2 separate regions of the Ovis aries genome follow, and region 2 is linked to region 1. A link is a contact called in public Hi-C data. All regions are on one chromosome and are shown on one strand. Each heading gives the region's core, a stretch centred on a gene start, on an enhancer-like site or on the middle of the called end of the contact. The rest is flanking DNA. Distances are from core to core; before and after follow the strand shown.

What was found. A called contact is a pair of places that touch in the nucleus more often than the background predicts.
Region 2: a Hi-C map of muscle shows a contact between it and region 1, with 4 times the contacts expected there. The contact joins the promoter of CDT1 here to the promoter of ZC3H18 in region 1. A contact is called at or near these places in 4 of 16 Hi-C or Micro-C datasets (blood, liver, mixed tissues and 1 more).

Annotation. Positions count from the first base shown.
Region 1 is chr14:13,379,124-13,381,823 of ARS-UI_Ramb_v3.0, reverse strand. ZC3H18 (zinc finger CCCH-type containing 18) reads right to left here and starts at 1,342. Exons shown (of 18, transcript XM_042231545.1): 1 at 1,187-1,342.
Region 2 is chr14:13,552,362-13,555,061 of ARS-UI_Ramb_v3.0, reverse strand. CDT1 (chromatin licensing and DNA replication factor 1) reads right to left here and starts at 1,322. Exons shown (of 10, transcript XM_027977741.3): 1 at 996-1,322; 2 at 396-521; 3 at 168-319. The coding sequence starts at 1,226.

The DNA.
Region 1 (2,700 bases), core at 93-2,592:
ATTCATGTTCATAACTTCATAGCTTTACAATATCCAAAAGAAGGATGTCAAGACTGGGGATAGACATCATCCCCAAACAGACTAAGCCTGAACCAAACGACTTCTCAGGGAGGAAGCACTCACCTTGAGATGATCTGTGAAAAAGGAAAACACCTCCTTTGCTCTCTGGAATGGTCTCATAAAACTATCTTACCCACCAAAAACTGGAGAGAAATTCTAGCCTCCAGGACATTTGTGACTGGTTTCCAGAGCTGGGTGGGTTCCACACTTGTGCTCAGATTGTAACATCATCAGGCAACAATGCCCCTGCCTGGGAAGCAGGAATTGGCCTGGGTCCAGCTTCACCCTGAGAATCCCAACCTCTGCTCTGGGACAGGACCACTCCACAGGCGACACGAAGGAGAAAGGATGAAAGCCACTGCTATGCCCCTAAACGCACTTTTCTTCCATTCTCCCCAAACGGATCTAAAGACTGACCTGCTCTCACAGATGTAGAGCTGAACAGCTCATATAATATGATCAACCACTCTATCCAGCAAACTCAGCTGTCATAAAGTATTCAGGAAAACTTAAGTTTTAGCAGGAGTAAGGCGGGAAGTTTTTAAGTCTTAGGTTCTCCCAGCAATGACCCGGCATCCTATGGGCTTTCAACCAAAGGGGCACAGGGAAGTTTATTCCAGAGTGGCGTGCGTCTTGGGGCACAGCCAATAGATCCAACCTGTGCCGCCCGGGAAGTCGAGGGAGCAAGTTCCAGGAGGATCCAGAGAGCTCAAAGCTCCCAAAGAGCCTATTCTCAGTCCGGAGGGCGAACTTGCGTGCCTCCTTCCGCACCCCCATCTTTGTGGGCGGAAAGCAGTGCCACGCGAATGTCCCGGAAGAGAAATGACAGCTTCGGGAGACCAACCCCACGACGGAGTGCGGAGGCAGCCGCCAGGCGCTCGAGCTTAGAGGGATTCAGGACCCCCGGCCAGTTCGTCCGGACCGAACCTGGGATCGTGCCTAGCTCAGCGTCCTCTTCCCGGGGCCCGAGAGTCACGCTTCGGCCGGGGGCAGCCTGGAGTGCTCCCCGGAGGCAGAGGCGGCGAGGCTCCGGGCCTCGGCTCAGTGCCGCCGCCACGCTCCTTGCCCGGCCGCCTCGGCCTCTTTCTCCCGCCGGCCAGGCCTCCCAGCCACCACCACCACTTACCTCAGCTCGAGGGCAGAGAGGGGGCCACGGCTTCGCAGGGGTCGGGACGGCGCGGAGAAGGCGTCTTTCGGCCCTTCCGCTGCTCCCAGGCTCCGGCTTCAGGCACGACGCGGGCGGAACAAACGGGCTCCACTAGCCGCGGGGGCCGGCCATTGTGCGACGTCATCAGGCCGCGACGGTTATCTGCGGGCCGGCGGGCTTCCCTCGCTCGCCACGCCCCCCACCTGCTTCCTTCCGGCCTCCGCGCCCCCGCCCCCGTGCGGCCCCGCCCCCTCGGGGCGCGCCCGCCCGAGTCATGGCGCAGGCGCGGCCGGGGCCCCGACCCTAGGGCGGGTCTCAGAGCGCGCGCACCGCCCATCGAGGTGCGAGGAAGGATGTCCGCGGCGCGTGGTCACGTGAAGTACTGGCGCAGGTTCCCGACTAGCCGTCCGCTGTTCCCGCTGTACCCGACCAGGCATAGCTGGGTCCCGCGACGTCACGGCTCAGCGCTTACCTTCTCCAGTCCTGCTGAAGAGCCCCCGGCCTAAAGTTAATCCTTTTCGGGAAATGAGTTTAAATAACAAAACTTAGACCTTTTACATTGCTTACTAGGGACTACATAGCTCCCTCTGTTAAAATATCAGTTCAACACAAAATTAATCATTTTCGAAAACCTGAGTTTAAATGTCAAAGTTTAAACGTTTTAGAAACTATTTCTGTGGTACTAAATAGCTCTTGCTTTATAAAATATAATCAGTCCAACACAAAATTTAATCATTTTTTGATACTGAGTTTAAATGTCAAAGCTTAAAAGTTTTAAGCTAATCCTCATGCGGTTAAAAAGTATCAACAGGTCCAAGATCTAATCACTTAGATGCTAAACCTATCAAGTCTAATTGATATTGCAGCCTCTCCCTAGAGTGGAAATTTAAACCCATTAGTCTGCAACCCAACAGTCTGATCAGCACTAGGGAGATGACCTGTATATGACCCCTCCCCTTCCTAAAGTAAGGCACCCTTGTAGGAGCAACCTACCCTCTTAGCTTCCTTTTCCCACCCTCTGTGCCCATAAAGACCCAGTTCTCCCCAGTCAGTCTCTCCCATCAGGAAGTTTCCATAAGCCTCTTATCCTTATCCCTCAGAGGGCAAACAGGATGAAAACCACAAACACAGAAAACTAACCAAACTGATCAAATGGACCACAGCCTTGTCTAATGCAATGAAACTATGAGCCATGCTGTGTAGGGCCACCCGAGATGGACGGGTCGTGGTGGAGAGCTCTGATAAAACATGGTCCACTGGAGAAGGCAATGGCAAGCAACTTCAGAGTTCTTGCCTTGAGAACCCCATGAACAGTATGAAAAGGCAAAAAGATATGACACTGAAAGATGAACTCCCCAGGTCCGTAGGTGCCCAATATACTACTGGAAATCAGTGGAGAAATAACTCCAGAGAGAATGAAGAGACAGAGCCAAAGCAAAAACAACACGTTTGTGGATGTGACTAGTGATGGAAGTAAAGTCTAATGCCGTAAA
Region 2 (2,700 bases), core at 73-2,572, 170 kb before region 1:
CCCTCTCCCAGACAGAGGCTGAGACCTGTGGACTATGCTGACCCCCTTGGAAGGAGCAATCCTTACACCCAGCTCAGCCAGGTCCCCTTACACCCAGCTCAGCCCAGCTTCATCAGGCCTCCCATCAGCTTACCCTTTCCTGGGGTGCCTAGCCACCCAGGACTCACCATGGGCCCTCCAGGCGTCCCTCATCCTCTGGAGCACTGGGTTCCCCAGCATCCTTCTGTGCACTTGCTTTCAGCTCCTGGACTCGTGCCCCCAGCTCCTGTGCCCGCTGCAGGCACGACTTGAGCTCAGACACGGTGACCTTTGAAGGGACCTGTGGAAAGGGTGCATCAGTCCGCCTGTCACCCCACTCCAGTCCACCTACCCTGCCCTCGGTCCAGCCTCCTCACCTTGTTCTCCTGGGCTGCCAGGCAGGGTCGCCCACCAGCTGAGCGAGCAGCCTTCTTTGTCTCCTTGCTCTGTGGAGAAGGGTGCTCTGGCGAGACAGGGGCAGGCGGGGAACTGGGGCCAGAGACCTATGGGAAGGACCCCAAAGGTGATGAAACCACAAGACCCTGGGGTGCACCGTCTCCCAGAAAGCATCTCTCCAGTCCCCTCGGTTAACCAGGAGACGCCCACTCCCAGCCAGGTCGAGTCATCCAGGCCCGACCCTCGCCCAGTCTTGCAGACGAGCCTGGTGTTAACCAGCCCGCTGGCCCTCTTCCAACATTGGTCAGACCGGGCATCCCCGCCGTCTCGGACGTCCTCGGGAAGAGAGGACCCCGCATACTAGGTGCACGTGACCTGGCCCAGCCCCTCCTCCCACTGGGGTGGATCTAGGTTCACCCCGGGCTTCCAGGCCCCCTGTCGGTGCCCTCTTCCAGGGCGGGTCTCTCCAGCAGCCCCGCCTCCTCCCCGCCCGGCACCAAACGCCTCTCCACGGGTTCCCTCCCATCTGTCCGTCACCCCAGCCTCAGTTTCCCCCTCCCCTCCGCGCCCCGCGCTCTCACCGCGTCAGCCGGCAGCCTCAGCCTCTTGCGCGCGGGCGGCACACGCTCGTCGCGCGTGGGCTCGGCAGGCGGGCGGGCGCGCTTGCGGCTGCTGCCAGGACCCGGAGCCGCGGCGCAAGCCGCGGACTTGGCAGGGCTCGGGGTGCGCCACGCCGGCTTGGCGCGCGGCAGCGTGGTGCTGACCCCGGGCCGGCGGCGCGCAAAGAAGTCGGTGAGGCGGCGCTGCGCCATGACGGAAGCGGCGGGATCAGAAGCAGCAGGAGCACTGCGGTCGGCCGGCGGGCGGAAGTGGAGCTGCGCTTCCCGCGGATTTTCGCGCCGCACCCTGGCTCCGCCCCCGCCATGGGCGGGACCATTGGCACCACGGCCAGGGGATTTGGCGCGAGAGAGACGCTCCCGGGCGCATGCGTGCTGGTCCTCTCGCGCCGCTCTCGCTCGGGCTGCGCCTGCCGCGCATGCGCCACTCGGAGGGCCTGGGGTCATTGGCTGTGCCCATGCTATCTTCCAGGCCTTGGCGCGGTTTGCGCTGGGCGGGGCAGATCCGAGTGGGCGCCAAGCCAATGCTGTCCTGGCAAAGAGGGAAATGGTACGCTGCTTCCAGCGGAAATTTAAGCTAATACGGTGCAGTAAAGCTGGCGTCAGACTGCTCGGACCTGGAGGGCTCTGTGCACGTGGGAAGCGCATCCTGGGCCTGGCCTGAGGCTCGGTGTGTGGATCCGGACGCTGAGGCAGCGGTGGTGCGCCTCTCGGACCGAAACCACTGAATTGCACACTTCTTTAAGGGTGAACGTGATTATCGAGCTATCTGGCAGGTTTCTTGTCTGTGGAATTCCCATCATAGAAGAATGCAGTTAGCCCGGTCCTGAAGTCTGACCGCAGCTCTGGGAGGAAACTAAATAACAAGGGTTGTCTTTGGGAGGGGGTGAAAACTGAGACTAGACTGGCGTTTTACTTTGCCATCTTTGCCAAGTTTTGTGTAGAGTGTGAATTGTGCCTTTAGAAAAGTTAAAGGAACAGAAACATCTGTCGGGCTGCTGTTTGCAAAATGACAAGAGTGAGAAAGTTGGGAGCCGCGGAGACAGGTGGATATAGAAGCATCGTTTCCCATATGTCATAAAGGGTGTCCGCAACTAGGTCCATAGTTTGTTAACAGACAGGAGCAAGCTATTCGTGGGCCGAGGCTATAAGGCTACATTTTGCTACAGTTTTGTTTGGTGTGTGTACTCTTGAGTCACCCAATAAAATTTTTAAAATCTACTTTATTGAAATATAGTTGCTTTACAGTATTGAGTTAATGTCTGCTGTATAGCACGGTGATATTTTACACACACACATACACACACACACACACCCTGGAGAGTAGGCATTTGGGGGTCAATATGCCAGCAGATTTGGAAAACAGCAGTGGCCCCAGGACTGGAAACGGTCAGTTTTCATTCCAATCCCAAAGAAAGGCAATGCCAAAGAATGCTCAAACTACCGCACAATTGCACTCATCTCACATGCTAGTAAAGTAATGCTCAAAATTCTCCAAGCCAGGCTTCAGCAATACGTGAATCATGAACTTCCAGATGTTCAAGCTGGTTTCAGAAAAGGCAGAGGAACCAGAGATCAAATTGCCAACATCCACTGGATTATGGAAAAGCAAGAGAGTTCCAGAAAACATCTATTTCTGCTTTATTGACTATGCCAAAGCCTTTGACTG